Linked DNA regions of Pan troglodytes: region 1 is linked to region 2. Evidence: chromatin contacts called from public Hi-C data. All regions are on one chromosome and are shown on one strand. The core of a region is the stretch at or near the end of the contact, and the rest is flanking DNA. Distances in the headings are between cores, read along the strand shown. Region 1 overlaps TICAM2 (TIR domain containing adaptor molecule 2). Region 2 holds the start of FEM1C (fem-1 homolog C).

The links. Hi-C and Micro-C count contacts between places; a contact is called where the count stands out from the background.
Region 1: a Hi-C map of a lymphoblastoid cell line shows a contact between it and region 2, with 2.5 times the contacts expected there. The contact joins the enhancer-like site here to the promoter of FEM1C in region 2. A contact is called at or near these places in 3 of 7 Hi-C or Micro-C datasets (a lymphoblastoid cell line, lymphocytes and stem cell-derived neural progenitor cells) and 1 of 1 datasets of contacts at active chromatin or transcription factors (stem cell-derived excitatory neurons).

What each region holds. Positions count from the first base shown.
Region 1 is chr4:113,289,794-113,296,450 of NHGRI_mPanTro3-v2.0_pri, forward strand. It overlaps TICAM2 (TIR domain containing adaptor molecule 2), which reads right to left. Exons shown (of 2, transcript NM_001195204.4): 2 at 388-3,061. The coding sequence starts at 3,002. The coding sequence ends at 2,295. Among named protein-coding and RNA genes, the nearest start is that of TICAM2, 21 kb to the right of the region's middle. Within about 2 kb of position 1,603, at least 2 of the 24 cell types and tissues checked have an H3K27ac peak or open chromatin away from gene starts, as enhancers often do. A contact at or near this core is called in a lymphoblastoid cell line, where this site is marked.
Region 2 is chr4:113,255,272-113,261,533 of NHGRI_mPanTro3-v2.0_pri, forward strand. It overlaps FEM1C (fem-1 homolog C), which reads right to left and starts at 1,518. Exons shown (of 3, transcript XM_001147155.3): 1 at 1,125-1,518; 2 at 1-280. The coding sequence starts at 90.

The DNA of each region.
Region 1 (6,657 bases), core at 353-2,852, 35 kb after region 2:
GGGTGGGCAATAAGGCCCACAGAGTACTCAAAATGAAAGCTCCCCAGCATAGTGCAAAATTTCCCGTATTTCCTGATATGTGTATGTACCTAGATATGTACGTGTGTGTATGGGTGTGTGCACACGCACATATGTACACAACACACAAACACATGACAAAGCCCACACCTTTACCTGTTTTCATCCTCAGTTTAGCTATTTTGTTACAATTGATAATTTCAACATATATAATAATTCAGCACTTAACATTTTTCTTTATCATAAAAAAATATGGAACCCCAAATTGGGTGAGACATTGTGTCTGGTGCTCTATGAAGTACAAATCGATGCTTCATTTCAAAACACTCTTCCACAATATTCATTGGAGTTGAAAATAAACAAGTTTAGTCAAGAGTAAAGAATAAAAACATTTATTTTAAAAATACCATTTAGCATCAATTGCCCCAAGTTTGGCAGGCATGAAGAGTGGGCAGTTCATGTTTTATTAGTATATAAAATTGGCTTTACAGGAAGCATTATGGCAAAAAAATGAACACTTATTATGAAAACTGAAAAAGAGAAGTGAGTAGTAAGCTACTATCAGAACGTTAAGGCTAAGAAAATGTCACTATGCAATGAAAACAATCTCCTCCTCTAATAAGTACTCATAGAATAGGAGGCTCGACTTACTTGCATGCTCCTCATAGAACGTTTTGGTTCATGGCTATGAAGAGGTAACTGAAAAAAGATGTGTGCAGATCCCGCTACTGTTAGGGGATATACAAGTGGGGAATAAGAAAAAAGAAATTAAGCAAAATGTCTTTACTCAAGGATCTCTATAAAAATTTATTTTTAAGAAAGCCTGAGTAAGCATGTATATTTTTTCCCTGTGACTTTAAGTGTAATGACAGCATTAAAAATAAATTATGCTGTCAATATACAAAAAATATCTTTTCATTATAAGCATATATAAAGCCTTCTGCAACTATTATATATCACTTTATCGAATCCAAACTTTTTTGCTTATTCCCTTTTGTGGCCCCTAGTTTTTCACATCCTCATAGAGGACAAAGGCCTTTAGAGATCCATCAATTCAACCCTTTCATTTCACAGATAAAGGAGGGTAAATAGTTTGCCCACAGTTACATTCATCCTCAGTGGCAGAAATTGGACTAGAACCAAGTCTCATGATCCTGAAGAGGGCTTTTCTCATTACATGACATGACCCATTCTCCACTCCATCCCTGATCTCAAGTGGACGATGCTCCCTCAATCTCAGATGGGCAGAAGGGCTGTGGAGGAAAGAAACAAGCCTGTTTGGGGCCTCTCTGGCTTGTTAGGAGCATGGGGCTCTAGAATAGGAGGTAATAAAATACATCTCCTTCTATCCAAAGTCTTTATAAATAACCTATCACACACACACATGCACACAGTCAGGCTACTTTGAAGACCTAAATGAGAAATACTTCCTGAGAAGAGAATTGTGTGTGAGGGAAACTTTTAAAGCTTCCATAAGAGAGGTTTTTGATTTAAAAAGTGAATATCTGGCCACTCACACAGTTATACGCCTTTTAGAAGCTCTGCAAATAAAGCCATAGTTACAAATGATGACTAATATGAAGAGCTTTAAGCCCCAGGGGACGTCTGAACACCACTCCACGAAGTCCCTAACTACCACACTATCAAATGGGCTGTGAATCGGTGGTGGGAAATGCCTCCAAATATGCAGATTTCAGCAGAAAATACATTTGACTGGGTTCTTTTAAAAAGTTCCACCATTCTCACATCTATTTCTGATTTTATATGCATCAACGCTCAACATGCTAAATGTTCTATTCTGGCAATTCATATTTCTGGGTGATAGTACCCGAATGCTTATTGCAACATCCATGAGAGGTGCCTCAGGAGGAAGTGTGATCAGATCTCCTGGGGCCATTTTTTTTCTGTGTCCTTTGAGATCAAAATTCAGAGAATAAAAGTGTTGTCACATTTTTAAAAATGTCTGTCATACAAGTTTTTGTTCAAGGTTCAATACGAGGAATATGGATTGAGAATTCCTTTTTCATATCCATGAACTAGGAAAATTGTGAAAGAAAAGTCCTTGAAACTCTGACAATGTCAAGTTTACTGAAACATCAAAAAGTACCACAATTTTATAGACTGTCCTGCAGAAATTTATCTTTCTTGTGCTCCATAGGTTTCTTTAAGGCGAAGACTCTCTTTTATTTAAACATTTCCTAGAAACTGCTTTCTCAAGTGAAGATTAATCATTTGGTTTACAAAACAAGAGCCAGCCACATGTTATATGTTTCATCTCAGGCAATAAATTGTCTTTGTACCATATTTCTTGTCTCTTTCCATATAGTTTGTTGCGTCTTATACACAGACTCCTGAAAAATTCTTTCTACTTGTGTAGGAAAGCCACGACTTTCTTCCTCTAAGGCATTGATGGTTTGGAGGGCAAAGGGAGTCCTTTCTCGGGGAAGGGGATTGTTCAGGGGCCGCATGGGTATAACAGAGTTGTATTTATGCTGCCTGTTAACGGAGTTCATTAGGGACGTATAGAACTGGAAATTACACCAAGTATCTCTTAAAAAGTTTTCAGTCAGTAATAAGATTGTCCATGCAGACCCATTTACAGCATCATCTAAATTCTGTAAATGCTGTCTGCCACATGGCATCTCAGCAAAGATTATTCCGGGTTTGATACCAAAGTCATCTTGTAGCAGATTCTGGACTCTGAGGGCTTCATCTGTGTCATCTTCTGCATGCAATATCACAAATTTGAGGAACACCTCTTCTTCAGCTTCTTCTTCAAGCATCTCTTCCACACTCTGAGCTCCCTCCTGCTTTCCTGTTGGCCCCTCTGTTGTATTGCTGTGCTCAGCAACATTACACAAGGATAGATCTTCAGACTTCTTGGAATCTGACTCATGATATCCTGGACTTGTATCCACACTGTGCCTTTTACCCCAAGAGAGAGAAAGAGGGCAGGAATTTATTTTAGACTTCCCGATACCCATTATAAATATCCAAGGCAGAAGAAGAAAACTTTATGTATTTCTCAGCATTTCTTTTCAATCTAAAAGAAGTAACAAAACAGAAGAATATTATAAATTTAATCAAAACATTAAAAATGGAAACTTTCATTCAACCTGAAAAGCTCAAAAAGATTATAATAGACAGCTCCAAATACATAAATGACAAACAGATAATTGGGAAGCTAAACTACTAATCTTTTGTGAGCTTCACAAGGGCTATCACAGGCAGCGAAGGGAACATTAAATAAAGGGTCCAGTTTAATATAATAGGAGACATCTGGAAAATGTAAATGGTGTTATATTAGCACTACAAACCTCCAGATTGAAATAAATTATGTTGGTATTTTCGTGATAGGTACCATACCACTTTATCTTTTCATGCAGTTTAAATCTAATTTCTCCATTATCAAATTACCATGTAGACTAGAAACAGGAAAATATAAAGAAACTGAATATTCAATTAAGCATAAATATATTTCTGTATCAAGCACAAACAAAATAGAACACAAATATCCTAACAATGACTGGCAGCATCTCTACTGACAGCATAAACAGAAGATCTGAAATGTCAAGTGAAATGATGTCCAGGATTCACTGGTTCAGAGCTTTTTTTTGTTTGTCTGGAGTCAGGCATTGTGGTGATGGTGAATCTAATGGAGAATAAATTATAATAAGAGTGTGTGAAAAGTAAGAAATATCTTTTTCCAACGAATCCTGTAACTACTGAAGAAAATATATTTATTCACCTAGGGAAAAATTAACATCTCAGTTTGGAAATGAACTCTAGAAACAAAGACTTGAGACTTTCTCCAGTGAAATCAACAAAGAATGATTATAGTCTAGACTCATTCTTGTTTTTGTTGTTATTTATTTATTCATTTATTTATTTATTTTTTGAGACAAGGTCTGGCTCTGTTGCCCAGGATGGAGTGCAGTGGTGTGATCTCAACTCACTGCAATCTCTGCCTCTCAGGCTCAAGCCATACTCCCACCTCAGCTTCTGGAGTAGCTGGGACTACAGGTACATGCCACCACACCTGGCTAATTTTTGGTTTTTTTTGGTTTCTTTTTTTGATAGAGATGGGGTTTCATATGTTGCCCAGGCTGGTCTCGAACTCCTGGGCTCAAGGAATCCTCCCGCCTCAGCCTCTCAAAGCTCTGGGACTACAGGTATGAGCTACCGCGTCTGGCCTAGACTCATTCTTTTATTTAAAAAAATTCTAAATTCAGAGTGGAAGAACTAGATCAACTGTGAAAGAAAAGTATACCATGTGAATCTAATTGAAATAAGTCTTCAGAAAACGTTGGCAATATTCCTAATAAAATCCCTCAGACAGGCAGTTTCAAGGGGAATTCTTTTATTAAAAGACAGAACATTTAGAATATATAAATACAGGTTTCATACTTTCAAATGTGAGCCACAGACTATATTCCAGAGCATTTTTACTTGTTCTTTATGGGCAAAGGCCATACCTCAAGAAGAAATTATAACATTCATAACAACATAAGTAACATGGCTACATATGCCTACATAATTCAGGTTTAGAAGAAACTGTTCAACAAAAGTGGTGAAAACTGTCATGGGAACAAAAACCAAGGAAAAAAACATAGAGAATTTCATTCAATGTATGTGAGTAAAAATGTTTGCAGCTGCCTCTGACTAGTGAGGAAACTGCTGACCACTCCATCATTCACTCTGTCTGTACTTTAGGTTCTCGCTCCATGGTATATTGTGCTAGTTACCAAGAGGTATTCTAAGGCATAATAACTCTAAAATGTGACATATATCCATCCAAAATAATAAAACCAAATTAATTTGGACTCTCTTCATTGATTAGGATTCACTGCTGACTTTTGTTACTGCATTGTAAAAAAAAGGATTTTGCTATGCAAAGTTGCAGAAAGAAGTTTCCCCCTGAATGAGAAAACAATAGTTAAACCATCCAGAGGCATCTATTTACTGTCAATTAAAATGATCTACACTTATCACTGAATTCAACACCATTATCTTAGTCACTAGCTGGTACAGACAAGTGCTTTGAAGGAATATAACAGCTATTTATAAAGAATATGAAAAACTTCTAGGGTAAGATAGTGTGTCAAGGCAGATCACAAAATCTTTTAAAATAAAAACAAAGAATTACAACTTCGACTTATTTTTCTTAAATACCAGTTAGCAAAAAAGAGCAAAAGACTTCAGAAATCTATGATGTGTTCCAACTTCCAAGCAGTGTCACCCACCTAATCAGACCGAGAGAAAAAAACTAGTGGCAATGTCTATAAAACTTTACTATCATCTTCTAATCTGGAGGGAGGGAGTAAGGAGACTGCCAAGGGAACAAGCTGTGGAAAGTTGTGCTGTTCCCACCACCACTGTGACTCAGACATGGAGAGATGGTCAGGATTCCTTACTGCACTGTGGTTCCCAGGGCTGGGAGGAAGTGAGAGGACACGACTGTGCTTCACTGTGGGCCAGTTAACTCCATCAGTAAAAAGGGCTCTACTGGAACAAAGGAAAGGCATGGCGTGGTGAAGGAAATCTGGGGAAGGCTGGCCAAAGGAATCCTGGAAAGCCTCCTTTAAAGTTCTCCTCCTCCATCAGAACAACGAACACCAGGCTTAAAAAATTTAGGTTTCACCTCCTTGCTTCAGCTAAATGGAAGGAGAGTGAGGGTGCCACTTGGGAGACGCATGTGAGACCACTGTTCATAAAAATTAAAATGTGTATGTATATACATTTTCATTTACTTTTTTTAAAAAAAGGTGGTGGTGTGTCTCCATCCATCCTGTTACTTATTCCCATGGTCTCCTGCTGGTGACCACTTTTATCAGTTTCTCCTGCATCTTTCCACTGTTTCTCTATGAATATATATTATTATTTTTCTTTCCTTTTTTCAAAAATGTCCCAAAATTCAAAACAAGGATATTTTGAAAGAATATTCTTGTTATTCTTTCCTTTTCAAAAAAAGTGTCATTATTCATATGTATACATGACATATAAATCCCAAACAGCAGTGGATAAACATTAGTATACATTGCTTTTTCCCTTTATATCTTCAGAGCTTTCCATAACAGCGCATAGCGAACTTCCTCTTATTTACAGCTACATAATCATGCAGCATGTGGCTATCCCATAATCATTCCCTGTTCTTGGATATGTGAGTTGTTTCCAGTCTACTACTAGGACAAACTATGCTGCAATGGATAATTCTGTACAAAAAGCATTTCATATGTGTGCAAGTTTATCTATAGAACAATTCCCCCAATGGGATTTCCATTTGTAACAGTGATTCATTTGGTCAAATTGCTCTCCGTAGGGCTGAGCCTTTTTTAAAAAAACTTATAACTTGATAGAATGACACCCCAACTCTATCCCTTGCCCCAGAAAAGACATAAGAGAAAAACTACCAATTACTGTTGACCAAAGCCCAACAGAGTGAATCATATCCATCCCCTCAGGCAACAGAAATGTGAAGAAACATAATCAATCCAAATGGTACCCTTAAACTAAAGTTCTGAAGGGAAGATCAATAGGTCTGAGATAAGAAGGAAGGAGAGTCCAGAATTTATCCACTTCATATCTATGCAAAAGAGGACCCCAGTAGAATTTTCCATATTAAACAGAAGAGGAATGAAA
Region 2 (6,262 bases), core at 268-2,767:
CTCCTCTTTGGATTTGCTTGCCAACAATTTGGTGAGAAGCCGGAGTTTGCCATCCCGAGCTGCGTTAAATACTGCTGTCTTTAGATCCATTTATGTCCAGTTGAGAGGCTGTGCTTTATTTATCTTTCAAAGCAGAGCTCCAGTTTAACTCTATCGACACAGGCAAGAGTCAGAGGAACCAAAGTTCAATGTTAGTTGCTGCACCCCAGAACGGATACACAACCACGAAGAGTATGTTCCGTCCTATTGCTTTCCAACATCTGACAACCAGGGCACCAAACTAGAGAAAGAAAAAAAAAAGTAGCAGCATTTAATTTTCTATAGAAGAAGGCAAAACACTTCTTAATTTCCACTTCTGTGGGAAGAAAGGAATAAAAGCTATACTTCAGGCACTACTCCATCCCACACCCCACCCCACCCCCAAAGAAAAGGTGGTAAAGAAAAATACAGAAGGATACACGGAGACCCAAATGTTCTGGTCGCAGGCAGTCTCCTCCATGTGCGGAAAATTTAAACACTACAGGCAGCCCGTTTTCTCGCCTCCAGCTCTAACCAGCCAAGCTTTGTTCTAGTTTTGCTTTGCACACGCCCAGGGAGAGTACAACCGAAAGAGGCAGGAGACTCGGGTTCAGAAATGTTTCTCTTTCTTGCAACTGGAGGAGAGCTGGCCAAGGGCGCCAGGCTGGAAGGCCTCACTGAGGCCGGGTTTCGAGAAGGAACAAAAAGGTCGGACACACCAAACCCCGGCTAAGGCCAAAACTGTGCCCCGAAAGATTCTCTTTCCTTTAAAACTACTCACGGCTCTCAGGAAATCCGCCTGCCTTTTAGTCATTAACTTCGCCCGCCCCATTTCGATCACCCCCCACCCCCCGCCAAGGGATGATCCGCAGGTTCCTCAAACCACAGTCGCCCCAACACAACCTTCCCCTCTCCCTGTTCCAGACAACGGCAGCCCCCTCCCCAATCTCCTCCATCGACCACAACCCCCTCCCGATGGGCCAAGCTGTGGCCTCCAGCCCGCTGCCCGCCTTCGGCTCCCCCGGCGCCCTCCTTCCCGCCCAGGCCTTCCGCGGGCACCTCAGGCCCCGGCCCGAGCCCTGGCAGGCCGCTGCCGCCGCCACTACCTGCCCGGGGACTAGTCTTCCCCGCCGCCGCTGGTCACTCGGGCTTTGGCCGTCCCCTTCAAAGGGAAACCGTTGTCCCCACCGCCGCCCGGGCCGCCCTGCTCCGCCTGCGGCCGCACAGCTCCTCCATGCTGCGCGCCCCACAGGAATGAATCCGGCCTCGCTGTTCGCCCCGCCCCGCCACCCGAGCTGCCTCCCGCCCTCAGTCGGCTCGGGCTGCAGCGGCTGCAGCGACTGCTGCGACGGATGGTGTAATGGGCTGCGAGCCGGGGGCCGGACAAGCCTGAGCGTCACATCACTGACTGTGCCGCCACGCCATTGGGCCGGGGGAGGGCGGCGGCCGCGGCCAGCAACAGCCTAGGCGCGGGGCGGGGCGTCGCGGCCGGGGTGGGGCGACGGGGAGGGGGCGGGGCCTGAGCTGCTGGGAGGACGTGCCTGCGTGCACGCGCTGGGGGGCGGGGCGCTGCGAGGGGGCGGATTTGTGCCCATCGAAGCGGCCCGAGGCAGCTCGAGTTCTGAGATCTCGCTGGCTCTTCTCCTCTCGGATTTTCGGGGTGCTCCCTTAGGGAATCTTTCGGTCCCATCTCAGAGACCCCAGAAGGGAAGTGTATTAGTGCGTTTTCACGCTGCTGATAAAGACATACCCGAGATTGGGTAATTTATAAAGATAAAAAGATTTAATGGACTCAGAGTTCCACGTGGCTGGGGAGGCCTCACAATCAAGCCAGAAGGGGAAAGGCACGTCTTACATGGCAGCAGGCAGGAGAGGAAAATCAGAGCCAAGGAAAAAGGGAAACCCCATATAAAACAATCAGCTCTCGTGAGACTTACTCACTACCACCAGAGCAGCATGGGGGAAACAGCCTTCTTGATTCAATTATCTCCCACTAGGTCTCTCCCACAATATGTGGGAATCATGGGAGCTAAAATTCAAATTTGGGTGCGGACCAGTATTACCCTCACACACGTGAAGTCTCTCGGACTAGTCTTCTGTCCTTACTTTGGTGGGCCCTGGAAATTACCAAGCTCGTAATTACACCTCAGAACACACACGGAGGAAACTGAAATTTCAGAAAATGTGATTAGTTTTGGAGGCTGTCAAACTGACTCTCTTTCTAAAGTAGCCTCTAAAAAGCATAAAGGCTACGAGGAATGGTAAACCCTAAGAGCAATGTAAAGTCAATGAGGTCAGGTTCTTGAGCTCTGAGTAATAAATCGGGAACTAAAGCTTAAAAGGTTATATATATGAATGAAAAGAATTACTTCTTCATATAGTAGTTGATAAACCTCTGGAATTTGTGATGCTAAAACCTAGGTTGCATTAAACTAGGATGAAAAAGTTTAAATGTGTTTGGGAAATAACGCCCATAATGAATCCTGATGAGAAAACAGAATTTTTGAAAATGGACCTTCAATCACTTTGTTTGAGGGAACTTAAGCTCACATAATTCCTTAGTACCACTAGGAGAAATAGAATATTACAGTAGGCAGTCTGACCCTCAGCATATGTAATCCATAACGTTATGTTAGAAGTCATGCAGCACTAAAAACATTTATAAAAAATCACAACTTCATTTTTGTATATTGTAGTGTTGTTCAGAAGTTTATGTAGTTTTGCATAATTGAAATAATTTTCATACAACTATATATTTTGCTTTTCCTTTCTATACTCTAAACGTTTCTTATGTTTTTACAGTCTTAATAATTTTTAAGTATAGCATAGTATTTCCCTTAGGTAGTCAGTATCAGACTACACTCAACATCAGATTCCCAAAACTGAAGTTAAGGTAATTGCCACTGAGAAGAAAATATAAAAGAATAGAGTATAAAGGATAAGATTGACCATCCATAAAAATTAACCAACCAAGAGGACTGGCTGTTTTATCCCCAGCATATGTCACAGTTCTATACTCTCCCAGGGTACAGATACCAGTGTACAGTGTCCCAACCAAGGCCTAACCTGAGCTGACCTGTCTCTCTCATCTAATTCAATAAGATGTAAACATTCACATCAGCCATCTTCAAACTGAGCTCTGTATCCCCCATGGGATTGTTAAGGGATAGATGGACACTTAGTTTAAAGGCTACCAATTTCTGCTGTGGCTCACACCTGGAATCCCAGAACTTTCGGAGGCTGAGACAGGCAGATTGCTTGAACCCAAGAGGTCGAGACCAGCCTGGACAACATGGTGAAATCCCAACTCCACACACACGCACACACACATGCACGCACACGCACACACACAAAAAATTAGGCATGGCATGCAGGAGGCTGAGGTGGCAGGATCACCTGAGCTGAGCTGGGGAGATCAAGGCTATAGTGAGCCATGATCACACCACTGTGCTGCAGCCTGGGCCACAGAAGGAAACTCTGTCAAAAAAAAAAAAAAAAAAAAAAAAAAAAAGGCTACCAGTTTCTGAATCTTCGATTTACACCTACGTTCTTTCCTAAAATTGATCTGCTGGTAAAGGAATATGGTCAAGGTGTCTCATTTCCCAACTCTTTCACAATAGCTGTATGTTTCCCAATTTGTAAAAGGAAAGACATTTGAGAATCTTACAGGCATTGCTCTGGGTTATAAAAGGCTCAGCAATCTTTGCCAATTCTTTATAAATTTAAAACACTGGTCTATATTAGAAAGTGTATACTTCTAATGACTGGGTAACAAATTCTTTTGCAAGTCAGATGATTTCCAAATAATTGCTTTGAACAAAGTATGACCTAAAGATCACTGATATCGATTAGAAGGAGTTCAAAGAATTAAGTGACATTGATATAATGACAAAACTCCTTATAGACCCAACTACCCAACTACTATTTTTTTTTTTTTTTAGACAGGGTCTTTCTCTGTTTCCCAGGCTGGAGTACAGTGGCACAATCTCAGCTCACTGTAGCCTCGACCTCCTGGGCTCAAGTGATCCTCCCATCTCAGCCTCCCAAGTAGCTGGGACAATAGGCATGCACTACTACACCTGGCAATTTTTTTTTCTTTTGTAAAGACAGCGTTTCACCATGTTGCCCAGGCAAGTGTTGAACTCCTGAGCTCAAGCAATCCACCTGCCTCCCCCTCCCAAAGTGCTGGGACTACACATGTGTGCCACTACACCCAGCCTCCATCTACTTATTAATGTGAAAACATTTTCTCAGAATTTATAAAAATGAAAAATTGAGAAAACATTGAATCTGAACTTTGTCTCATTCTAGTAAGAAGTAGTATTTAACAATAAATGTGTGCACTTAATTGTAAAACATCACATTTAATAATAAAAAAATTTATATTTTGTATTGTTTTGAATACTTGAAAATTACTAATAAATACAATGATGCCTCAATCTGGAAGAAAATGAGCACCTACGGTCTTTAGTCATAAGAAACTTAAATTTCAACTTATATGTATTTCTTTATATGTGTGTGTGTGTGTGTGTATATATATATATGTGTGTTTTTTGTGTGTGTGTGTGACAGAGTTTTCCCTGTTGTCACCCAGGCTGGAGTGCAATGGCACGATCACGGCTCACTGCAACCTCTGCCTCCCAGGTTCAAGCAATTATCCCTGCCTCAGCCTCCTGAGTAGCTGAGATTACAGGTGCCTGCCACCACGCCCAGTTAATTTTTGTATTTTTTAGTAGAGACGGGGTTTCGCCATGTTGGCCAGGCTGGTCTTGAACTCCTGACCTCAGGTGATCCACCCACCTTGGTCTCCCAAAATGCTGGGATAACAGGCATGAGCCACTGTGCCTGGCTTTTATATGTATTTTCATTGCAGAGAAATATAATAGAGTGATTCATAAAACACATTCAGCTAGGCATAGTGGCTCATGCCTGTAATCCCAGCATTTTGGGAGGCCCAGGCAGGAGGATTGCTTGAGCCCAGAAGTTCAAGACCAGGCTGGGCAACAGAGTGAGACCCTGTCTCTACAAAAAACTTAAAAATTAGCCAAGCATGGAAGTACATGCTTGCAGTCCCAGCTACTCCAGAGGCTGAGGTGGGAGGATCACTTGAGCCTGGGAGGTTGAGGCTTCAGTGAGCTGTGATTGCACCACTGCACTCTAGCCTAGGTAACAGAGCGAGATACTGTCTCAAAAGCAAAAACAAAAAACACATTCAAACATAAAAGTACATTAATTAGGATATATTCCTGAGGAATGGGATGTGGAATGGAATTATAAATGCGAAGAGAAAATAAATTATGTAAAAATATCCTATAGGTAAATAATAATTTGTTCATATATTTTTTAAATGGTTGATGGTAAGCATAACTGCTATGATATTTAGATTTCGTTGGATTCATTTAAAAGCATGTTTTATTTAAAAATGTTAATTTTTACATTATGCGGAAAATTGCAACCTTTGCGAATACTTAAACTTATGATGAAAAATTTTAGGTGACAATTGAAAAATATGTAGGAGGGTAGATAGCATCTCATGTGCATGAGTAAAAATGTTTGAAGACTTAATTGAAATGTTTGGAGACTTATTCACAACCCCCTATTGGAGGTCATTTCCATTTCTAAAGAACATTTGTTCTTCCAATCTTTCATTTTTTTTTCTTAAATAGAAAATCAACTAAATTTCCTTTTATATAGATTTTACATTGTGTTTCTAAATGCCCACCTCTTTTCTACCTTCCATCAATGGGAGGGACAACTTTTTTGTTTGGTTTGGTTGGTTTGCTTTGGATTGGTTTGGTTATTAAGACTTTGATGTCTGGTTAAATCAGCAATTACTGTCTTCCTGAAAGTCACAGAATGCTATTGGGGCATAACAGGAAGACTCATTTTTAAGGGGTCTGTAGGTGGGAGCCAAAGACTGGAAAAGGGGAAAGGGACCAGAGATAGCCTCTGAATTACCCATTCAGGTAAGTGCCCAGAGATGACAGACAAAAAGGGGAACCACTTCCGGGAGCCAAGGTGAATATTCAGGCTTCCCCGACGGGGGAGCAAAGTGTTACTTGCATCCAGAGCACTTCCCTAGGCCCAAGGCTTTATAATGTAAGCCCAGAGGAGACATTACCCCTTACCTGAAAGGCTGATGGGGAGGAGGAATTGGATCAGCAAAAAGGGGACACCCTAATTATAGAACAATGAACATTTTCAGGCCTATAAGTTGTTTTCTTCTTCTCACATATTGCCTTGG